Linked DNA regions of Pan troglodytes: region 1 is linked to region 2. Evidence: chromatin contacts called from public HiChIP or PLAC-seq data. All regions are on one chromosome and are shown on one strand. Each heading gives the region's core, a stretch centred on a gene start, on an enhancer-like site or on the middle of the called end of the contact. The rest is flanking DNA. Distances are from core to core; before and after follow the strand shown. Region 1 holds the start of ZC2HC1A (zinc finger C2HC-type containing 1A). Region 2 holds the start of PKIA (cAMP-dependent protein kinase inhibitor alpha).

Region 1 (6,476 bases), core at 465-2,964, 150 kb after region 2:
GCCAAGTTCTACCATCCACTAATAATACAAATATTGACAAAATATTAATTGCTCTGAGACATCTAGAAAATGAGCATTTTAATTCTGATAAATGAAGATTGTAGTATCTACTTTGTAGATTTCTTTTGAAGATTTGTGAATATATGAAAATGGCCTAAAACATGCCTCACATGATTTATTCTTTAATGCTATTTTTATTATTTTTAATGTTACTGCAGATTTTATGCCGAATAAGGTATCAGCCAACTCAATATTCGTCTTGCCTTCAGTGAAAGAACTTGTAATTTGTAAAATAATGGCTTCCCTATTTTTGTATTTTCTTCTGTGTGCTTTTTTTTCTCCTTAATGCTCTTTTAAAAGGCCTTCCCTCCCAACCAAAAATTCTACCTTTGCCTTAGTAGCACTAAGGAAGAAAAAGGACCTTTCCGCAGCACCCAGTCTAGAGTAGCTTATTGCCTGCAAGGCTATGGGTTGGCCAAGGAGGCCCAGGATCTCAGAGGAGCAGAAGAGCCAGGGGAACCAGGGAAGGGCGGACGGAGTCATTGAGGCATGGTTGAAGTGGTCTTTACATGGCTGTACACAACAGATGGACTCTACCACATTCAAATGCACTTGGAGCACCTTCTCAGTAAGAGATGATGCCCCCTCAAGTGTTTGCTTGTTTAAACATACCTTCATGTGAGTGGAGAGTAGGAGGAATCCTGCTTCCTGAAGGTAACTGATTTCATAGTAGATGAAGTTAGATATGAAGTTAAACTCTTCAATTAAACAGATTAACAATAACATTAATCCGAGGTTTGTTATGGACAACACATTAATACTGGTAACTTGCCAGTAGATACGCTATAGTCAGCAAACAGTACAGCTTGTTTACGATTGCTAAATCAAATTTTCAAAGAAATGTAGTTCTGGTAATTGTAAGCAAAACCATTAAAATGGTCTGAGTTAGTTTTGAAGTTACTTTCATCTTCAGGAGGTTTTGAACTCTGTTAGAGACGGGCGGGCCTCATTCTGTCAGGTTGTAGGTTAATTCCCCAACTCAAACTTCCCCGATCAAACATTGTCAGGCCAGGCGACTGTTTTGGTTTATGGATGATAAAGTATAGGGCCAGGGTAGGCCAAGAGTAGAAGACAGAGGGAGGGCTGGGTTTCACTTCTAATTTTTGGCCCAAGCTTTCATGGTGAGGAAACTGTTTTCAAGGGCTTAGAGCAATCGCAGTTCCACAATCGCAGATAGAAAGTATGATTTCTCTGGAAAAAAAGTGTCTTAACCTATGAAGCTGTGTGTGAAGACCAAGTGTAGGGGATACGCTGAGGTCAAGTCATGCGACCAAAGACCGGAAAACGGAGATTGCTGCATGCAAGCGTGCTGGGCGTTTGTTTGGTTTGCTTGCCTGCTTGAAGTATCCACTGGGAGGGATGGCGGCTAGAAGTCAGAGGCATTGACTGATTGAGGAACTGGCGAAGCGGAGCCCATGAGGTGCTGAGGTACTCTAAATAGGAGGATAAGGTATGAGGCAAAACAAGGCTGGAGTCAAACAAAGGCGCCGTTGCGTCGCAGATTGCAACCTGAAGCGGCTCCCGGCTCCCTGGAGAGTAACCCGGAGAGACGGAGAGGGGTGGCAGCCAGGAGGAGACCGCAGGAACCTCGCCTCCGCCGCGGCCCCGCCCCCACGGATCCCCGCCCCCGCAGTTGCGGAACCAATGGGAGCTCGGAATGTTAGCGGGTGGGAGGTGCGGCTGGGTTGCTACAGCCAGAGCTGGGCGGTGGCGGGCGCTGCTGAAGGAGTCTCGCTGAGCTCGAGGAGGTGGCGCGATGGAGGGACTGGAAGGTGAGGCGATGAAGGGATGCGGGCAGGACGGCTAGAGCGGGCCCGAAACAGCTGGGGACCCTGGACACCAGTAGCAGGAAGGCGAGGGCTGGTTCGGTGCGGCGGACCTCGCCGCGTCCCGCCGCGCCTCCGGAGGCTGGGGCCGAAGGGAACCGGACAGTCCCCGATGCGGTGGAGCTAACGCTACCAGGCTGCCCCGCCTCAGACGGTCTTCACCTGGGCTTGCCCGCCCAGAGCCAGATCCTGCCCCTGGCAAGACGCCTGCACGTCTCTTCCTACCATTTTCTGATCTTGCTTGACTCCTGAGTGCCCTTTTAGTGATCCCAGTCTCTGGCCAGATTTTGTTTTCCTTGTACTGGACTCTCTCCATTATTGTCCACGGCCTTAACACCACCAGGCCACTTTGTGCCGCAGCCCCGGGGTGTGTCTCCAGCCTCGAGCTCCTGACATTCCTTGGCCGATTTCCCTAGGTAACCGGCTTTTTACATTTCGACAGCATCTTCTGTCGGAGGGATGTCAGAGCATCTCCTAAGGAAGTGTCACTGGCCAGCTTTAGAGCCGGTACAATAGATTACCCGGAGGATTTGATGACTTATTCACGGCCGCTGTGTGAGGAAGAGCCTGTATTGGTTCCTTATCTTTGGGTTTATCTTTGTACTGTAACCATGACTCCAGATTTTGCTTTGTTCCCAGTTCTTTCACTTTTTCTCTATTCTGTTTACCCATTTTATCCTGTGTAATGAAAGCATTCACCTAAAAACAAAGGAAGGACAAAAACCACAATAACTAGCATTGGCAACAACAGTTTCAAGATTTTTTAATTTGTTATGATGAAGAACAAACCTTCAGAATTGAAAGATCCTCTTGTCTTGATTTAGCTCCTTTCTCCCGTCTCCTAGTTTACACGGATTCAGTTGGAATTAAGAATGAGCAGAAGCTTTTGAGTCTTGTGTATTGTTGCATGCCAGGGAGTAAAATATTCTACATTGTGTGATGAAGTGCAAAGTGGTAGCCGGTAACTTTTTCAGTCACCTAAGTTCACCAAAAAGCAGATATAATAACATGAGTAGGAGTTTATTTCGTGCTTTTGCTCTGATAAATGATTCTGATAATTTTCCGTTTGTGGACAGCTGCAGTATGCTATGGCCTAATGAAGGTCTTGTTTTTTGCTTATGTGTTTTTGGAAGATAATTCAAGTTTCCATGAAATAAGGAATTGTAATGATAGTACAGTATATTTTACTTTCAAGATACTTTTGTATCTTGGTGGGATTAAAGCATGGGTTATGGAATTCTCATGAGATTATCATATATAATATGATAAGGTTTTATTACATATTATCTATAAAGTGTTTTGAACAGTTTGCAGATTTTTATTATTTTATTCAACATTTGTTATTAAGACAAAGATCATCATCTGATTTTTCACTTATGTATCCTAGGCACTTAAAACGATGTCTGACACAAAGTAGGTACTCAATAAATATTTGTTGTTAAATAAATGTCTATTATGGGCATCTTTTTAGGTTCTAGGTTGCAGCAAAGAATAAAAATGATAAAGCTTTACTCTCATCGAACCTACATTTTAGTGGACCTTACATTTTAACAGTGCTAAGATATTACTATTGAAACCTTACTACGAATGTTTTTAAAATATAATGGAAACCTATTATGACACTCAGTTGCATAGGTGGACAAAGGTAGGATTCTGTATTTATAGGCATATTTTATGGGTCCAGCTTATGATGTTAATAGTGCTTGCCCTTTACTTTTAGATTTTTTTTTTTTTTACAAAATAAGATGCTATCATTAACTATAATGTGTTTAATTGTGATAAACTGAGTTGAAATATGTGAAGTTGCCCTAAATTATGTAGGGCAAAACAGTTGAATTCTGGTAATTTCAAGCAGTTCAATCTAATAAAAGCTCTTGAGAATTTTCTGTTGAAGTTAGGATGGTGCCTTTCTCTCCTTTCTCCTTCTCCCCTCTCCCTCCCCTAGGAGATCACACCTTGCAAATATCAAACTCTGAGTCTTAAGGTTACCGTTCATTAATTCATCCCTTCTTTCATTCTAGAAACATTGATACAGTGATAGATTAGGTAGTTTCTTACCTCTATTGGAAGTTAAAGTCTAGTACTTTGAAGGTGTCTAATAAATATTATATTGCAGTATCCAGTAAGAAATATTCAAAAGTTTGCTTAATGTGTCAGAGTAATTGAGTAAATATTGTACTCTGGCATTAGACATATGTTTCTAGTTGAAACCAGTTACCAGACATTAATCTTGGCTATAAAACAAGAAAATATATGGACCCTTGAAAATTTCTATTAAAGATAATCTTACTCTTTCTTATAACTTACGTTATTTGCATGTAATCATATACCATTTGTTTTACTTTTGGTCTTCAGGGTCTTTATGCTTCTTCAGTAGTCAATAGATGAGGTTTTAGGCTCAAACACTATACTTTGAAACGAAATATAAGTTATCTGTTTTTGTAGAATCAATATCTGAGCACTTCTACATTCTGTAGATAGTTATAGCAAAACCTTTTAATTCCTTTTCATCTAATAAAATTTGTGCCCCACAAAATCTATCTAAGGATAATAGAAGTAGTTCTAGACTTGGGAGAGTTCCAATCTCTTATAAGCTTTTTTTATTTGTAAAATGGAGAGATGGTAAAATCTAAGCAGATTTTATCCTTATATACAGTATTGTCATTCCCTTCATATCCCTGATAAATGGTTATAAAAATTGTGGCAGAGATCAGACTGTCCGTTCCTCTTGTGGATTGTTGAAATTATTAGATCTTAGTACTGCCCTCTAAAACTTGATTAGAAGACTGATTGCTCTTCAGTGTAGCCCTTGATTTAAAGATAGTCGTGTCTCATCAAAATTTCTGTTTTGTTTTATTTTTTCGTAGTATAAATGTATACTAGTTTACTGTATAATTCTTTATCTTTATTAATTTATCTAGCATTTATTGCTTTTTGGTACTGAGTTGGATGCCAGATATTTTAATAGACAGTATATTGGAGAGGACTGTGTTTGAATCCTTGCTTTGTTTCTTTTTAGCTCTATGATTTGGGCAGTTTACTTAATCTGAACCCTTATTTTCCCTGCTATGAAAAAAATGGAGCTATTAAATATGTAACTACCTAAATTATATTAAGTATTAAATAATGTAATATATGTAAAACATTTAGCTAAGTGCCTAGTGCATAGGAGGCCCTCTCAGTGTGTGTTTGTTAGATGGCGAAAATCACAAAAAGCATGTTAGCAGGTCCAGTATAGGTAAAACATAGCATGCTTGGGAGGAGAGAAGGAAACATTGAAGCCAAGAGAGAAAGGACTTTAAAGGTGAAAGAAATTTGTCAGCAGTGGCTCAGACTGTAGAAAGGCCCAGTAGGATGGGGATTCAAAAGAGGGCTTCAGATTTGACAATTAGTAAATAGTAATCCGTTACCTTCCTTTTTAATGTCGTTATTGTGTCCTTATTAAACAAACTTTCCCTGATTATCCATACTTCTCCAAGACAGCATTATGACCATCTCTTCTCCCCTTACTTTGTTCTACCTTCATTGTGGTTATCACCATGTAACATTTTATATATTAGTTTTTATTCATTTTTTCCCTGTTAGATCAGTGAAAGCTCTATAAGATCAGAGTATTTGTTTTTTATCATCCTTATACTCCTACCTCCTAGAACAGTTTCTGCCTCATGCTAGGTGCTCAACAAATACTTATTGAATCAAGGAATGGATGTATTTCTTTCTTTCTTTCATTCTTTTTTTTTTTTTTTTTTTTTTTGAGACGGAGTTTCGCTTTTGTTGCCCAGGCTGGAGTGCAGTGGCATGATCTGGGCTCACCACAACCTCCGCCTTCTGGGTTCAAGCGATTCTCCTCCCTCAGCCTCCGGAGTAGCTGGGATTACAGGCATGTGCCACCACGCCCAGTTAATTTAGTATTTTTAGTAGAGATGGGGTTTCTGCATGTTGGTCAGGCTGATCTCGAACTCCTGACCTCAGGTGGTCTGCCTGCCTCGATGTCCCAAAGTGCTGGGATTACAGGTGTGAGCCAATGCACCCGGCGGAATGGATGTATTTCAATATAGTGCTTGGCCTGATAATGTCTCCCTGCAGTTCAGACAGTGAGTGAATGAGAGGCAGAGAAGGACTAAGCAGAAAATGTAAGTTAGTGTTTCAAAAAATGTGCTCATCAGGACATTGGTGGATTGGTCTTGGGAGTACAAAGGATTTCTGATAAAATAAATTTGGGCAAATAACAACATACTAAGCTTCTTTTTTTAAGACTAAGGGAGTTCTGCTCTAAGAGAACCCATTTAACTTAGGTTAATGTACCATTTTCCAAACATTTGGCCATGTAGCAAGGGATTCGTGGATAATTCCTAGTATAAATGATGGGTCATGTTCAGACTGGGTAGGAAAGGACATGCAGCCAGGAATGAACTTATTAAGAAATGCAAGTCACTCTGAGATCAAGATAGTAACTTAGAGAAAGGTAGGAGGTAGAATTCTATGGTTAAAGAGGAAACTTGAGTGTTTTAAAGTCCGGAGTTGGTTGTTTTGGCAGTAGTTTTGCTGAACTAGAGTGCAGGTGACTAAAATGCTGTGAAGGATGAAGGT
Region 2 (6,266 bases), core at 2,815-5,314:
TCTTCATCTCAGAAACAAGACAAAGTCAGGCTGTGAGTGGTGGGGATCCAAGCCCAAGTCTGTTCAACTACAAAATCTCTAACCTTCACAGTCATCTCAACCTTCTGGTTCTCTTCACCTTCTCATCCTCCTGCCTCTTTACTTTATAAGGACTTTTATCTTCAGCATGAGATACCTAGCAAATCCTTCAACTAAATGATAAATTATGAAGGCTGAACATGTTCTCTCATTCAAGGTATTTAGAACTTGCAAAAGAGAAAGGGGACAGAAGCCTGCCCAAGTATGCAAGGATAACACTGACAGAGTATCAGCTCCCTGAAGCTCTGGAGTGGCAATTTCATGCCATCTCATTATAGCCTCACAGTAACAGTCTACAGTTTGTATTCTAAGTTTTGCCATGGCTCCCTTTGACAATCTGAAGCAACCTACATAACTCTTCTTAAAATGATGCTTTTCAATGCATAAAATATAATACGTAGAATTGGAAAGGAAACTAATTACGAAGTTTAAAATACTGTTATCAAAATATTTAAAAACAAAATTCATGATATACAAAGGTATGGGCATTTAAACTCATTAAACACAGTGTAGGAGAGTTATATATATTTACTTAAAAATTGTGATATTGTGGGAAAGGGCTAACAATTTTTATACTGCTTTACATGTACACTGAAATTGAACAATTATAACAGTGAATGATGGGAGCCATGATTCTCACTATTGGAATAGGAATTTACAGACAAGCAAAGGGAGGAGGCTAGAATGATCTATGTGTTAAAGGATTAAAGTTGGAAACATAAGTATGTGCTCATATTTAGCTTAATACAGACACAGAATAGTCACATATAGAAATACTTATGTATATATGCATGGGTAAGTATACACATATTTCTTCACTGTCTTAGTTGAAAGGCCTAAACAAAATGACCTGCCAATAATGACTGTGTCTAGGACCCAGATCTTGATTTGTATTACCATTCTCCTGTAAAAGGAACAAGGGCTCCATGAAGAAATGGCTGATTCTTGGAATGAAGCAGGAAGTATACAAGTTGAGACTGGAGGAACTTATAATACCATAAAGTAAGGGATTGTTAACAGCCCTGCTGCTCCTGCCACACACACACACACGCACACTCACACATCAAAGGGGGTATGTCAAAGGAGCACAGGAACCTACTGAAAGAGCTTCCAAGGGGCAAAACTGGAACAAATTGAACAACAAAATGAAGTAGTAATTGATTATTACCAAAAGCATAAAATATAATACATCTCCATGAGTCTATAATATTGATATCAATAAGTAATTGAATACTTGGTAGAGAATAGACAGCTCTCCTGTGCAGAATTCCATATACTTTATGTACACACTCTGCCCTCAGGGAGGTAGAGCCAAAGTCCCACTCCTTAGGTTTGGGTTTCATGTAGTTACTTCCTACAAGTACAGTATGGAAGGGATGGGCAATAACGTTACAGTAGAGAAACCTGACAAACACTGCCTCAGCCAGACAATCAAGGTCAACACATCACCAGTCATAAATCACATCGGTACTATAGCACCTTGATATGATGTGAGGAAAAGGGACTTTACCTCTTTCTTTCTCCTGCCAATAGTTCACAACTCCAGTCTTATCATAAGAAAAGCATCAGACAAATTGCAACAGTGAGGCCTTCCGGCAAATACTTGACCACTACTCCTCAAAACTGTCAAGGTCATCAAAAACAAGAAAAACTATCACAGCTAAGAGGAGCTTAAGGGGACATGACAACTAAATTTAGTGTGGTATCCTGGATGGACGCCTGGAACAGATTTAAGGATATTAGGTAAAAACCAGGGAAACTTAAATGTAGTTAGACTTTATTTATAGTTAGTAATAATGTATCAGTATACATTCATTGATTGTAACCCAATGATATGGTTCAGATTTGTGTCCCTACCCAAATCTCATGTCAAATTGTAATCCCCAATTTTGGAGGAGGGGCCTAGTGGGAGGTGACTTGATCATGGGGGAGGACTTCCCCCTTGGCTTTCTGGTGGTAGTGAGTTCTCATGACATCTGGTTGTTTAAAAGTGTGTAGCACCTCCCCCTTCTCTTTCTCCTGCTCCAGCCATGTAGGCCCTGCCTGCTTCCCCTTTGCCTTCCACCATGATTATAGGTTTCCTGAGACCTCCCCAATCATGCTTCCTGTACAGCCTACAGAACCACCAGCCCTTCTTTATAAATTACCCAATCTCAGGTAGTTCTTTATAGCAATGCCAGAATTACACCAAGGTACCTTACTATTGTATGATGTCAATAGGAGACACTGGGAATGGGATATATGGGAACTCCCTGTATTATTTCTTCAATTTTTCTGGACACCAAAGCTGAAAAATATAGTCTATTAAATAAAAAAAGTAGTGATGATTTGATTATAACATCAGTGTAGTGATAGAGATATCTATAAAAACAGCAATAAGGAATTAGCTGTTGTTTCTATTGGAAACAAAGTCCCAGGTACTCCTAACATTCTTGTGGTTTGTTGCCTACATTATGTTTAAAGGACATGCTAAATGCTAAATTTCAGTTAGAAGTTAGTGAAACTAAAAATGAGATTTTTCCCATTATACTTAATCTGTATAAAAGGAGTATATGAATAGAATTCCATTTATACAGATTAAGAATCTCCTGCTCTATGGTAATATTAACGGGCTAATGTTATGAAAGTGAGTCTCAGAGCGATGAATTAAGCTCTTCTAGCTTTCAAAGAGCATATATTCTATGACCAAGAATTCTAACTAAGTTTTGTTGGAAAGCTGTTGGCTACATTATCACCTAACTTTGGGACTGATAGATGGATGGAAACATCTCATTTAGCAAAGGTGCTTCCCTGGCCTTGTGCAATTGCACTGTTTAGGTTGCTGGACAAATCCATAGTGTAAAGCTGGCCTGTATCAAGTGACGGTCAATTCAAACAGCAAGGCAAGTTAAAAGAGGGAACTCCATTCCACAGAACCCTAGTGTCAAGGAACCTCCCGACTGGAAAATGACTCAACAGCTAGGCGGAAACCCTAGCTCAGCTACAAAGAGAGCAAATTTAGTCCCATTTTTCCTTAAACATTCAACCCTCAAACCTGAAGAGATTTGGGAAAGAAGCAAAACGGGAGGGTGGGGGAGAGAGAACAGTCTTGTTAACAGCTAGTGTTAATTTAAAAAGAGAAGGAAAGGGCTTATATGAATACATGCTTATTGCATTCCCAAGGCAAATTTTCATAAATCCTTAGGGAAAGAGAGATAGTCATTTGCTAATGTAGACTCTGCTTTTTGATTCCCAAATGTTACAGCTGTCACCACAACAGTTTGCCCAATTATGTGGCAGGGAGGGGAGGGGGTCCCCAGCAAAGGAAGTAGGAGGAAGAGATGTTAGAGGGAACATCTGTGCACAAGTGCACCATAAACACAACAAAATCATGGGGCCACCCCACTGTTTCTTTCAGCGCTTTCTCTGGTTGGCCCCACTTCTCCAGTCTTTTAGGAGATTCCTGTTCTATTACGTAGGCGAGAGGGCGAAAGGTTCTAGCTTTCAAAATTGTGAGTGGTTTGGCTGTGTGCATACGTGTGTGTGCGCGCGTGTGTGTGCGTGTGTGTGTGTGTATGCGTGTGCGTCTGTTGGCGGGGGCGGGGGTGATGGAGAGAGCTATGAAGGGCTTAGAAAGCTTCATTACCAATTTAAAATGTTTTTGTAGTGCTTGAATGTTTATCTTAAAAGACAATTCCTGCTCTCAAATTCAGCCAAATGAACAATGCTGATAAGGAAGATGAAGAGGGTGGGAAACCCACAGGGGCGAATGGAACAGTCCATGCAGCCGGGGTGACGGGGGAGCGCTCGGAGGAAGGACGCTATGCAGAGAAAGCCCCCCTGGCTCTTCTCTCTCAATCCATAATCCAGCGATGCTGCAGCTGTAAAAGCATTAATAGAAAATCAATCCACAACCTCGCGGGGCAGCGATCGTTGAGCGCCGTTTCCAGGTTGCCTTCCCTGGGGTCGGGAGCGGCCCCGCTCCCCCCGTGGCTGGCGCGGAATGTGGTGATCCGTCCCGGGGCGGGGATGACTTCATGCAGCCGGAGCTCGGCGGCGGGAGCGGAGGCTGCTGCTGGCAGGTGGGGCGCGGGCTGGCGCGAGCTGACCGAGCACTCGGCGGGCGCGGCGGGACTGCGGCCCGTGGCGGCGTGCGCGGGGACCTGCGCTGACTAGGTCCGGGGAAGGTAAGCAGCCCGGCACCGGTGCGCCCTGGCCGCACTGCGTGGAGCTTTCCGCTTGGTTAATAATGGGGTTTGCAGCACGGAGGGAAGAAGGGGAGAACCCCGCTGCATTCTGCAATGAGAAAAGGAGCAACAACTAGGATGGAAATGTTGGGCGGCCAAGTGCAGAGGCTGGAGGAGCAGTGTTACTGGGCAAACAAAGAAGGCGTTCTTGCCTCTATACTCTTTCGAACGTGATCTACCATTTCAGTGCCAGATTCGCGTAGACAGTGAAGAGGACTCAAAATGTAAAATAATTTGAGTTACTATTTTGCTTTCTGTGCCTTTTACCTTCGCTTCAGTATTTTGAGGATTTGGAGCAGTAGGTCCCTGGCAGCAGCCTGAGGTAATCAGAAATCGTCCCTCTTCCTGTAGTCCTTGGTCCTCTCCCTTTCCAGTTATCAGAATGGGTCTGTGCCCCTCTCAATGTCAAAACACCTGCTTCAAGACTGAACCTTTAGAAAGAGCCTCTATCTGGAGGGGAAACTTCTCTTATCTCCTGGAGTTCAGCTTGGGTTGAGCAGCACTTGACATCGCTTCTTCCTTCAATTGCCATTTTCTCTGTCAATCATTTCATTGATCTTTTTCGGAGATGCTGTGCCCATTCACAGACCAACTCTCGTCAGCTCTTATCCACCACCTGGGTTCCATGACTGATTTTGTCAAGGTCCCAAAAAGGGCATTGCCTCACACAGATTTCTTATTCGGTATTCTCCCTGTATACTGTTACCTGTGTCCTTCCCCCAAATGCATGGAATGAAATATCCTGCTTGTGGCCCTGTACCAACATGTTATCCCATTAACTCCCTTCGCTGTAGTCACTGTGGCTACTTGAAAGCTAGAGAGGACAGATAGAATCTACTGGAGTGTGAGGGATGTTCCCTATGCATAGGCATAGGTAGAAGTAAAAATGTGAATGCCAGTCCATCCAGTTTTTCTTGAAGCAATTTTAGTCCAGCTGGATTTTGAGACAGCTAGCTGTTAAGATTTGGGACAAATCCTTTCCAAAAGGCAGAGGAGTCCGTTTGCCTCTAGGATTCCTCAAGAACCTCAAAAGAGTTTCCAGTGAGGTTTTCCTCGTAGGCAGTCAGAAAGCCAATGGAGCTGCCCAATCTAAGCCTCTGGTTGAGTATCCTCCAGTTTGTCTTGCCATTTGCAGGTTCCTATCCCTCGTCCTAGGATTTTCCCCACAGACCCCTTGCTACTGAGCCCAAGTGCCTATCCTTGTTGCCACCTAGAGATGTACATTTGAATAATATGCTGTGAAATGGTTAAGATGGCTGTTATGGGGATTGCAAACGTGCCACTTCACCAACAGAGAACAGTTGCAATAAGCCAGATTGTGGGGTATCTGTGTGCCAATGTTCTATTTAAAGGAAGATCTGTTATCTTTAAACTTGAAATTACAGAGACTGTCTGACTCAACAGCCATGCAATTTTATTTTAGTAAATTAAATTAGAAGATCAATGAAAAAGAGGGGCAGAGTTGGTAGCTTAAAATTTTACCTCTTTCTTTCCTCTTCAAATATTATTTTTAAGCAAAGACACTAGTATGGAAAATCATGTTAATCATATTATATATCATTATTGCCTTTCTATTACAAATTTCGTTTTTACAAAATGCACTTTAGAAAGATTTGAATTTGTTTCTTTGTCTCCATCTTCAGTATATGAGGCATAGGGTGAGGGCGTAGGGGGTGGGCAAAGCCCACTACTGAGTGATCCACTCCAGGAACTGCCCCTTGGGGTCTTAATAACTTTATGTCCCGTTTTGTTGTTGTTATTATGTGTCAAACAGGGTTTTGGTTTGAAATATTAACTTCTTGAGATTCTAGAATTTTTACTCAGTCACATTAACTATGAGGTAACAAAGAACAAGATCAACAACAAACCCTCTATTCTACCACCTTTTTTCTACTATTAAAATACTTAACCATATACATCATTATTCTGAAGAAGTAATAATACTAATATAGAATAATAATG

Evidence for each region. HiChIP or PLAC-seq counts read pairs in DNA pulled down with a chosen protein or histone mark.
Region 1: a contact with region 2 is called in an H3K4me3 HiChIP or PLAC-seq map of stem cell-derived excitatory neurons, with 3 times the contacts expected there. The contact joins the promoter of ZC2HC1A here to the promoter of PKIA in region 2. A contact is called at or near these places in 1 of 7 Hi-C or Micro-C datasets (stem cell-derived neural progenitor cells) and 1 of 1 datasets of contacts at active chromatin or transcription factors (stem cell-derived excitatory neurons).

Annotation. Positions count from the first base shown.
Region 1 is chr7:87,303,524-87,309,999 of NHGRI_mPanTro3-v2.0_pri, forward strand. It overlaps ZC2HC1A (zinc finger C2HC-type containing 1A), which reads left to right and starts at 1,715. Exons shown (of 9, transcript XM_024345194.3): 1 at 1,715-1,832. The coding sequence starts at 1,817. LOC107976352 (a long non-coding RNA gene) reads right to left here and starts at 1,683. Exons shown (of 6, transcript XR_008536779.2): 1 at 673-1,683.
Region 2 is chr7:87,150,627-87,156,892 of NHGRI_mPanTro3-v2.0_pri, forward strand. It overlaps PKIA (cAMP-dependent protein kinase inhibitor alpha), which reads left to right and starts at 4,065. Exons shown (of 6, transcript XM_063817203.1): 1 at 4,065-4,244. All of the region lies in intron 2 of LOC107976352 (a long non-coding RNA gene), which reads right to left.